2 separate regions of the Arabidopsis thaliana genome follow, and region 1 is linked to region 2. A link is a contact called in public targeted proximity ligation data. All regions are on one chromosome and are shown on one strand. The core of a region is the stretch at or near the end of the contact, and the rest is flanking DNA. Distances in the headings are between cores, read along the strand shown.

Region 1 (5,604 bases), core at 341-2,840, 48 kb before region 2:
ACTAACATAGAACGTATGCATCTGATAATAAGAACATTGCTTCAGCGACAAAGAGAGAGAGCTCAACTCCTAGTTGTACAGCCTCCTCTTTCTGTTTATGTTTCTGCTTCTCTTTTGTCCTGCACAAATTGATACTTTTCACTTTCTAACACGAGTAAGAAAATAAACCTTCAAAAGGGAATGATGAAGATCACTAACCCTAAAGTGTATGGAGAATATCTTGACTCTTGTAGTAATCTTTTGTTGTGTCGGAGAACTCGGTCAGTCATCGACATTAATTCAAATTGTTTCGAGATAATCGACATGTCAGAGGAACTCATTGAAGAAGAAGACTCGTGATGCAATTTTTGTGGGCTTTCCAATGCACAAAGATTAATAAACAACAAATTCTAGTCAGAAAAATCAGATGCAAATTCCCCAAAGCATTTAGTTCTATGGATCGGTCAACAGAGAGAATAACCCTAGATATGGTAACTTTAGCCTTCAATTTGAAATCAAAGAGAATAACCATAGATCGTAACTTTAGCCTACTTGAAACCTTTTAAATCAATATGAAATCCAAATTCCTAAAAAAAAAACAAATCATGGAAAAAGAAGGTATCATGCACTGACCTCATCATCGTTGTAGTTTAAAACCTAAATGTATCTTACTAATCCTTTCCTATTCTAAGCTTTTTCTTTAACCTGGACAACAAATAATAGAAAACAAAAGGCTTAATTATGGATGTTTTTTTTTTTTTTTTTTTGACGATTAAAAATAAACCAGCTCTATATATAATTTAATAAACTTTTTTGTTTGTTTTATAAAAAAACCACCAAATATATTTATTTATTTTTAAAGAAAAACCACCAAATCATTTTTTTTTGATAAAAGGTTAAATTTTACACCATTTTCGATTTTTGACAGATATTACAAAGAATACTAGAAACGGAATAAAGCAACCTACATAACTTAAAAACACCGATTCCGAGTCCGCAAAGCTCAGAAATTTGCGTGGTTGCCACAGAACCGAAGAACTGGAATCCTCATCCTAGTTACCACGAGCATATCTATTTGAGGCCCGTCCACAAAACCTCAAGATAGAAACCTACAACTTCTCCGAGAACTAACGCAAAAACGCATTGACAATCATGGACTTCTACACCAACTCAAGAGAAAGCGTTGCCAAACAGACCTATTCGCCAAATCTTTTCAAATTGAATAGAACCACCAATCTTTATTTTAAAGAAATGACCATATGATGTAACTTTTCAAATTTTACCTAGGCATGCTTTTTTGAGCAGGCAATTTCTCTTCAGCTCCAGCAGTTCTCTCCGCAAGGAAAGGATCACAGTTTGGCATGCATAATGAATTAGGGATCGTCTTCGCCAAAGAACTCTTACAAATTTGTTCTCATTGTTTAGCGGAGTTCTTGTGTTTGCTTGGATTGTTTAGGCTTAGAGCATCCTCAATGGAAGGTTTTTAGATAGTTCTTATGCATATGAAAGTAGAATATGAAGAGAGAGAATTAGAAAAAACTCTTAGCTAAGAGGCTTGATGATTTATATATGAGACACATGTCTCTTTTATATTGGTTCAATTTTCTAATATGGTTAATGTGCTGGCTTTCCTCCCGGATGAGCTTAGAGAAAAGCTTATCGATGAGCAAGAAACTAGAGAGAAGTTTCAGAGATTACACAGTTATGTGCATGCTCTTTCGACTGAAGTCGCAATGAAGCGGTTTTATGGAGCTCTGACTACAAAGGAAGGGATTTCTGGTTCGGGTGTTAATGCCACAAGTGACTGGGGTAGCTATGTTACTGAGCTAAGCTCTCTTCTTGAAAAATCTCCTAAGATTGAAGTTAAATTGGACACATAGATGAGACTTGTTCTCTAATGGTTATTGCCAAGCAATAGCAAGATTAGTAGTGTCTAGTTTCCATACCAAACTGTTGGTAAGCGCGGTTCTGTTTGGTCTAGTAAAACTTGCTTGCCTTGATATGAATTATTTGTAATTTCGACTAAATCTCACTTGTTATTCAACTGATATGTTGCTTATAAAGATTCCTTTTGGGAGTTGGGGACTACAGTAAGTCGGGACGTAGCGTAACCTGACATCACCTTCGTGTGTTTTTAACGCCAATATCATGCATGACACAGAAAACAAAGTTCGTTTCACTTGTCATGTAATAAAATGCCTTCGTCTGTTTTTGTTCGTTCATAACTTATATCTCAAATCATAGTTCCAATCCTCATAATCCACAAACGTCGGTTTAGATCATACTAATGTTTTAGTCGTTTTACAATCTAAACTGAATACTAAACCGACTAAATTCGATACCAATAGCTCTGGGCATTTGGGTATTCGGGTCGCGTTTGGGTCATGTCTTTCGGGTTGGATTCGGTTCGGATTTACTTCAGATCTGAATAATTCGGGTATTTGTTGAAAAACTCGATAAATAACCAAAACTATTTCGGATTGAATACTACTTACCCAAACTTTATCCAAATATATCCAAATATACATAAAAGTATCCGTAAAACCCAAAAGACCTGAATTATAACAAGTTTTTCTTTAAGATAATAACATGAAACAAGATGTAAACCTTATTTTGAGCTTGTTCCATAATCCAATCAATGTATATATGTCCTCATGTGTATATATATGTTCGGGTATAAAAAATACTCACGGATATCGGGTTCTGTTCGGGTAATACCCGATACCCACAATTATTTGAAAACAGAATCCGATCAGGTAATTAGTTGGAACCGAAGTAGAACGGATTCAGATATTTCAGGTCAGATTCGGTTCGGTTCTTCGAGTTCAGATATAATGCCCAGGCCTACTAAACCCGATGCATAAACGACCCAATATCTTCTTCTTGTTCACTTGATTTATTAAGCTCCAACAATTAATTGATTATTCTTATTCAACACCATTAATGTATAACATAACTCTCATCCAACACCTACTTAATTTGATGATCTAATGAAGTTGATGTTGAGTAAAAAAGAAAACACCAATATTTCCTCTGTTTTTTTTCCTCCTTAAATTAAAAAAAAAAAACCAGAAAACCGAATGATCCATAAAGAAATCGGGTCGGGTCAGATCTAGCGGCCGACTCCTCCTATACACAGATCCAGAAGCACACACACAACCGTATAAAGTTTAATCTCTGCCGGAAGCGCGTCGCCGATCACGCGCATTCATCTGCATCTTCTCCTTTCTCTCACCTAATCACATTTTTGTACTTTAATGGCGAAATCGATCTAATTCGTCCGTGAACAACTATAACCAAACTCTTCCCCCAAAAAACCTTGCTTCAACCATACTTCACACAAATCCTTCACCACCACTCTTCTCGCGTCTCTGTGTATATATATATTTGGTAGAGAGTGCTCATCGACGACGACAATGCTAAAATGGCTCAATTTAGACAATCGGGAACAGATAGATTTAGTGTTCGCGGCAACGGCGGAGGAGCTTCTTCTGATCACGTAACGATCGGGATCCGAAACGGCGTCGGTGGAGCTACTAAAGGTAACAACAACAGGTGGCGAAGATCCGTGAGAGCTGATAAGATTCGTCGACTTGGAATCGGTTCTGTTGTGTTTGTTCTTTGCTTTGTGCTTCTTGTTACTGTTCTCGCTTACTGTTATATCTCTGGGTTTACTTATAATAGCTACGATGATAAAGGTCAGTTTTTTTTTTGTTCTCTGGATCTTTCTGTTGAAGTTCCTTAGATTGTTTTTGATTAGAGTTGTGTTGTGGGCAGGATTTGTTGATTCATATGAGGGTGATTTTTTGACGAATGTGACTAGATTAGATCCTTCGAAAGTGCTTGAGTTTGGTCAAGGTTCAGTGATTCATGGACGAGATTCGAGGTATTGGGATAAAGATGATAGAAGAAGAGATGATGATTATAATGAGGATGAAGTGAAAAAGGATGTACAACAAGTTCATAATCCTGTGAAGGGGATTGGTTTGTATAATGAAGCTGGAAGGAATGAGTTGAAGATGTATGAAGCTGAGTATAAAGCTACGCTTGGGAAAGGTGGTCATGAGAAAAACAATGAGGGAGTTGATAGGGATCGTGAGGATGATGATGCGATTGATTCTCATGATGGGGATGAATATGTTGATTCTGGGCATGAGGATGATAATGAAGAGGTGCATAAAGAGAAGGTTGTTCATTTGGTGACCAAGCAAGAGAATGTGGACAAGGATGATGGAGGTGTTTCAAAAATGTCACTTGGGGATTCTTCTCTTGTTAGTAAGGGTGGTAAGTCTGGGAAAACATCACGATCTGATACTAAAAGAAGAGGTCGTCGCAGATCTTCAGGTGATAATTTGTGATCAGCTTGGTTGTGAAGTCAGTGTGGGTATTTGCTGCTCATCATTCATTTGTTGTTCATATCTTTCAGGTTCATGTGAAATGAAGCTATTGAATTCTAGTCAACCAATAGTGGAGCCCTTGAATACTCGAAAATCTGCTAGATTTTCTTTACAGTACATAGAGAAGGAAGATAAGCCTGATGAAGAAGAACAGTGGGAGCCTAGATTTGCAGGTCATCAGAGTTTACAGGAGCGAGAAGATTCCTTCGTGGCTCAAGACAAGAAAATTCATTGCGGCTTTGTCAAAGGTCCCAAAGGATCTTCAAGCACTGGGTTTGACCTGACAGAAGATGATACTAATTATATCAGTAGATGCCACATCGCTGTTAGCTCATGCATCTTTGGCAATTCTGATCGTTTGAGGCCTCCTGCCAACAAAATGGTATGCTTCTGTCCATCGTTTAGATTATGTTTATGTTGTGGTCGTTTCTTTTCCATGTTAAGATTTGGAAACTATGACCAGTGAGTTGTGTATGTTTAGAGTAGCCTACCTCCCATACGTTGGCCCTAAGCTTACATAGTCAGTAACAGAGACTTGCGAGTTGCGACTTGAGTTATCTTTGAGTTCGAGTGGCATGTGTTGAACTGTGGATGTTGTTGTAGACTAGTTGCTGGGAATAAGATTAAATTGAGCAGTTTTGAGCTAGGTACACAAATTGTGTGTTACTAATATTTAGATAGCTGGCATCTGAAAGTTGGTTTTGTGGGTGTTTTCATCAACCACGGACAGCCATCTGTTAGAATCGCTTCCTCAAGAACCTCAGAAGACATATTTGATCTGTTGTGTTCGTATTTTCCTTTTGATTCATGGCTATGCTATTTTTGTTACCTATGCTAACCTTAGTTCTTTTCTTTTTTCATTTAGATAAGTCGGTTGTCGAGAAAAAATGTATGCTTCATTGTGTTCGTGGACGAGATTACCATGCAAACACTTTCTGCAGAAGGACATGCCCCAGACAGAGCAGGATTCATTGGTCTGTGGAAGTTGGTTGTCGTGAAGAATCTTCCTTACGCAGATATGCGGAGGGTAGGAAAAATACCAAAAATGTTGCCACACCGACTTTTCCCATCAGCAAGGTGAGTCTCATGTCATAACGATAACTCTCATTTTGATGGGTCTGACTAGCACATATGTTTTCCAGCAGTTGCATGTAGAGAACAGGTCAGTGACTCATAATTAAGTATAATTGAAAAAAGTACCGGAAATAACATCAGTTATAAAGCATGT
Region 2 (5,940 bases), core at 2,696-5,195:
CATCGAGAATGAGAAACATAATAACAACCTTTCACGCAAGAATATCCTCCATAGTTCTCATCAACCTTTTTGCGACAAACCCCGCAAAACCATTTCCGAGGAAGAAACGATGAAGCAAATGATAGGCGGTGTTGATGCCGAGATATTTTTATGATGCACGGCGAATATATACATTCTTTATGGACTACAAAATCACATTGATGGCAAATATATAGAAAATACCTTCGCTCGTCCAAAGCACAAACATTGCAAGTAATGGAAGCTTCTCTAGGAAAATAAGACAACATATGTTCGTGCCTTTTTTTGTGGTCTATCGTAAGGAGTGGTGGTTTTGCTTCACAGTTAGCACAAATGCAAAAATTGCATATAGAGCAATAGAAATTCAATTCTTTACGACGACAACAACAATAGCATATTGTGTTTAGCTTTAAATAATCAGATACGAGAACTTGGAGCGGATGTTTACGATGATAAGGATTATTTGTTATCGGTTCGATACACTCTTTATGAAAAAAGATACGCTCCTTCTGACCCAAGTCTTCGCGTAGGAAATAATAGCCAATGTCGTCATCTAACAGATAAGAGCAAACTCTGCACCTGGACTCCCGTTTGCAGTATTTATCTTTGTTTTCTCCGTTGTTGCACCAGACAAGGGGATGTGAACTGCTTGTATGTGTAGACCGAAGAACTTTTCTTTCATCGAGAGGATATAAAACTAGGACAGGTGAATCTTTGAAATGTTCGGAACGAAAGTCTTCTTTTTGATCAAAATCATGTCTTAGACGACAAACAGTAATATTAGCAGCATTTTCAATTTTCAGAGGATCCATAGTTGATACGAGAGAGGACGGTTATGATGATTTGAGAGTGAATATTGCTAGGTTAAAGCCTACAGGCTACATATAACATAATATATAGGCGTGGTTATGAATGTATACGATTTTTTAATTGTTGTAATGCAATTTTTTATAACCTACTACTCAAGTAAAGTACTGATTCTGTTAACAACTTTACCCGAAGCAACCAAACTATACATTCTCACGAAAAGTATCACTACCTAAAAGGGAAGATTCAGATGCTAACCAAAGATTCTTAGACTAATGTTATGATAAATGAAACATGCTTTGCTAAAACGTGACGACGGAAACCAATTACTATACTTATATGTGTTTATATAACAGTTAAATCAATCTGTCAGACACATTTTCACATCTCTAGAGAAAGCATAACAAATGAATATGTGAAAAATTCCCTATGCAATTTGTACCAATAATCTATCTTCTCTTTTTCTTCATGCTGTCTCTGAAGCCGCGTGGTTTACATATATTGAATCTACTTTGTATCTCCTTACACAGCTTCAGGACCGTCTTGCGGTAGAATGAATTGACGCATTGGCCTTGGCGACTTGGTACACTCGTGGCGTCTGAGAGTGAGTGGGATCCCTTCTTGCTCAAACCCATTACTATCTTCCAATTGTTTAGGAAGGCGAAGAGCCAAATTTCCCAAGGACGAAGAACCTACAATCGGACCCTTGTTAATTGCAGAAACATTCTCTCATTTTTCATTTTATACACATTCCTAAAGAAAGAGCTCACCCACCATCAACCATATCCTTTGTTTTGTGAAGCAAAAAGGTTCCTGAAAGGATTGTCACAAACCCACACAACTCCGTCACTATCTGAGTTCCGTCCTGTCGATCCCAGTCCTGTTCCACATAAATTAACAATTGTTGTTATCTCTAGTTACCAAAACAAATTAGAGAAAACACCAAGAGTTATTATATTATACTTTCACCTTAAACATGATGACACTAGCTAGGATGGTCAATGATGTGAACATAACATAGTATATAGGTGAAACTACAGCCGTGTTGAAAGTGTCAAGCGCCTGTAATCAAGAAAACAAAAAGAGAAGCCGAATGAAATTTCATGATATGTTAACAGATATCAACATGAAACTGATGCTACCTCTATACCTTGTTTAGATAGTTCATTTGGGTTATCACGCAGGTGAGAACTATCAGCGTGAAGACCCATGTCTGAGGGTAAATTAACTGATTCATTCCTGAAAACGTAAGCTTTAATGCTATCCCGAGCGCTTTGACGCTCATGACCTGCTCAAATCGTTCAAGTTATTAGGACTCAAAACAAAGCTAATGAATAAAAATGTTAAATCATAAGTTTTGGGTACTTACCGACAATGATCCAACAAGAGAACAAACCCCGATATATACCATGACATGTGACTGACCGTACTGTGGTACAAACTGAACTATGAGTATAATGGCTGCTCCTACTACTGCTGCAGCGTAGAGAAGAAAAGCTGCACAGGACATATCACCATGTCTTAGACAGATTAATCAAACATCAATTAGACGGGATAAAACAAGATTTGAAAAGAGATCAAATGGTACCAGGTTCTGTCGCAAGATTCCATACTTGTAACACAGAATCAATCTCTTGTTCTTGAGGAGCATGTAAGACAATAGTTATCGAACCAACAACACATAAGACACAACCAAGAAGCCCGAAAGTATGCAACTTTTCGTGTAGGATGACATGAGCAAGAGCAGCACTGCAAAATTCACATCCGAAATGTTCTATTTCAATTACTCCAGTGCACAACTCCTAATGGTTCAACAATACTATCATTGTGAATCAAAAAATTTAGACTAGGCCACATTGTATATTCCTTATATAGACAACACTAAAAGTTGATTGTGATTCCACAGCTAGATCAATACATAATAAATCTGACTTAATACTATCCAAACCTGATAATTATGCTGAGAGCACCAAGAGGAGTTACTAAAATGGCAGGCGCAAAGGCATAAGCAGCAAAATTGGCAATTTCCCCTACAATCACTGCAAAACAATGAAACATTGTCTATCCCATCAACATCACTGAAACGCCAATAACTACTTATACCCTCACCATCTTCCAATAACAACAAACAAAACCAATCTGCAGTACTAACAACAAGTAAACCAAGACCCCAAAAAAGGAGCAAACCTTTAAATATGAAGGGAACTCACTCGTTATCATGCCTACCCACCAGAGAGGCTCAAGCAGGTAAGAATAACCTCCAGAACCTACACAACACCATCACCAGAATCATCAACGAGAATCAAAAGAGCAACATCTATCTGATTTGTGATATACTTTTACTACATCTGTAATCATTAACATAACACTTAATTAGCCATTGGCGCTGCTTCACTTCACTCTCACAAAAACACAACAAATGATCAACTAGAATTTGAAACTACCCTGAAGCAGAAATCTAAAACTGGCAGAATAAATTTCCAATCTTTGCATAGTGAAACAAACACAAATCTCCTCCAAATCAGTAAAGAGAATGGAAATAACCTGCTCTGAGACCAGAAGCACCAGCTCTCTTGAGACCTTTCTTCTTAACAATGAAACTAGCACCAATGAATAAGCTTGAAGATAAAGCCAATACTAAACCCTTTATATTATCCGATGACATTCCTTTATACGCATCTCTCCAACTCCCACTCAAACTCGCCATGCTTTTCTACAATACACTTAACCCCTAAATACCCAGAAGAAAAAAACCGAGCTTTAGGCTTGAATCAGGCGATTGGGAGAGAAAAGACAAAAACTTTTTCAGATCTTGGGTTTGTCCATTTGCGAAAGGATATAGGAGACGATTTAGGGATTTGAGAGGGAACGAGGTAGATCGGATATAAAGACAAGAGCGTAGAAGAAGAGAGTGACAGGAGAGAAATTGTAGTGATGAAGAAGCATCTAAATTTACGAAAAAGGTAAAAGATTTCTCTAGCACTCAATTTTTTTTTGCCTATCTAATTGATGCAACCTCTAAATTGTTTTAAAATAAAATCTATTTCTGGTGACATAATAAAACGATGCAAGTATTCTCGATTTTTACTAATTGCGAAATAATTAGAAAATATTAAAAATAGCAACACAAAAATAATAGTTCATGTTATGTAAAAAATGAACAGTATTAATATTTACTATTGCAATAAGAAAATAAATTAAAAGAGTTTTGTATGAAGTAATTACGAGTCTAAAGTTCAAAACCGATTGGATGCAAATTTTCATAAATTGTTATTTAATTTGTGCGGAAGTGTTAGCGGAACATATAGTATAACCGGTTTAATGATAAATATTAAATAGATATGGTATGGTAAATATTATGGTGAAATTTTTTATAAAAAACATCAATTAATTTTTATTTAGACGTTTCATACCCAATTGTTTTTGGTTGGAAGAAAAATACACGAAATAATGTAATTTAATATCTAAACAATTAAATATTATTATTTTCATACTTACGATCTCACAACTAAAATAAAATTCCAATTTTCTCTTTATCATCTCAATTAACTATTAAGTTTTAGATGATATGAAATTAATTTTATTAACATTTATTTTATTGTGTCTAAAAATTTAAAATTTCAGTTTTACTATAACTATTTAATTTTAAAATTTAATATAAAAATTAGAAGAAAATCAAAAATATTTTAAAATGGTCACGTCGTCCTCTTTTTATAAACTTCTTTTACGTAATGAGAGACTCTTTCACGGATCTAGATTTAAATCTTTGAAAACTGTTGACTTTTAACTTGACTTGGTGGCGTTGAATGTGTCGAAGGTTCGATTCCTGGAGTTTCATTTGGAGAAATAAAGTTTCAGATTAAGCTTGGAGTGCCTCATTCTCTTTACCAGCAGCTGGATTTGGAGAATGTTAAGTCCATCTTCCCATAGTAAGTTCCACAGGTAACCTCCTCGATCATAGAATTTCTAAACAAAGTTGTTGTCTTCCCAGAAGAAACTTGAGTTCTTTGTTTCAAGTATTATTGTGGAAAATTTGAGTTCGAAATTTTGGCTTTGTACTAGATATAAGTTACTGTGAAATTGGATTAAGATTGGTGTTGTGAAAAGTAGACAGAAACGAGCATTACCATTTACTTATTTGATCCAGTATTGTTTGTGCGAAAACATCTCTCATTGTGTTACTTAGTCTTGGAGTCAGCTTTATCTACCATGTTATCACAATCATTACTTCCTTCTTTGTTTGAAGTGGAGATTGTGAATGTGGAGGTAGTGGATGGAGGACTGATTTGCTCAAGCGGCGTTCTAGTTGAAGAAATGGGTGATACAAATGAAGATTGCTATATAGTGTATGCCGCAGTCTACGGTGGCTAATGGCTACTAAGTCTCCGAGTTTAACAATGTCATTCTCGTTGATAGGAGAGAAAAAACGAGAACAATTGCAGTCACTAGCTTTTAGTTGTATATCTTTATTTAAGAACCAATTTGGTTTGTAGGAATCAATACCACAATTTCAGTTAAAAAGTAAGTTTGATTCACACTCCATATTTCAGTTAGAGACTCATCAAATGGTTGCAGCGTTCGGTACGGTATAAAAATAATCGCGTTCAAAAGCTCAGATTATGGTGGTCAAGGATGTAGAGAGACAAGCGCAGACATGCGATGGCGATATTACCATATTACGAAAAGATTGAACATGAATAATTCATCTCTCTAATGACGAGAAAAAATAATGACTTGACTCTTTATTCTAATTGATATGTAAATGAAATATCTGAATTCAAAAAAACCTTTACAAACCAAAAAATAATATGCAGACGTAAAAACAATGTAAAAATTGATCACACGATATTTTACAGGTTCACTGTGACACTCAAAATTATATTAGCAAGAGAATATTGAAACAAGGATTGAGTTAAAATTAGTGCTGCTCAAAAAGAATCTAAATTGAAAATGTGTTTGAGAGAAAGCAAACTTAGGCATGACCAAAAAAAAATAAAAAAATAAGTTATGTTTAATTGATGATTACGATACGAGTAATATCAGAGGCAAAATTTAACAAATTATCCGACCGTTTATACTGTTTTTAATAAGATAAAAATATATATTGTAGATCAA

What was found.
Region 1: a contact with region 2 is called in a targeted proximity ligation map of shoot, with 10 read pairs. A contact is called at or near these places in 5 of 26 Hi-C or Micro-C datasets (leaf, root and seedling), 1 of 2 datasets of targeted methods (shoot) and 1 of 3 other capture datasets (shoot).

Annotation. Positions count from the first base shown.
Region 1 is chr1:12,648,632-12,654,235 of TAIR10.1, reverse strand. It overlaps EMB2756 (transmembrane protein (DUF616)), which reads left to right and starts at 1,590. Exons shown (of 8, transcript NM_103178.2): 1 at 1,590-1,841; 2 at 3,374-3,677; 3 at 3,757-4,323; 4 at 4,406-4,758; 5 at 5,242-5,453. The coding sequence starts at 1,590. AT1G34560 (hypothetical protein (DUF1184)) reads right to left here and starts at 275. Exons shown (of 3, transcript NM_103179.2): 1 at 199-275; 2 at 14-119. The coding sequence starts at 275.
Region 2 is chr1:12,602,166-12,608,105 of TAIR10.1, reverse strand. AT1G34470 (magnesium transporter, putative (DUF803)) reads right to left here and starts at 3,945. Exons shown (of 9, transcript NM_103169.3): 1 at 3,370-3,945; 2 at 3,036-3,092; 3 at 2,774-2,864; 4 at 2,414-2,574; 5 at 2,195-2,322; 6 at 1,976-2,113; 7 at 1,795-1,887; 8 at 1,600-1,705; 9 at 1,073-1,517. The coding sequence starts at 3,532. The coding sequence ends at 1,348. AT1G06773 (a long non-coding RNA gene) reads left to right here and starts at 4,965. Exons shown (of 1, transcript NR_139146.1): 1 at 4,965-5,208. It overlaps CYCB1;5 (CYCLIN B1;5), which reads right to left. Exons shown (of 15, transcript NM_001333105.1): 15 at 5,727-5,940. It overlaps AT1G34480 (Cysteine/Histidine-rich C1 domain family protein), which reads right to left and starts at 884. Exons shown (of 1, transcript NM_103170.2): 1 at 1-884. The coding sequence starts at 830. It also overlaps AT1G06763.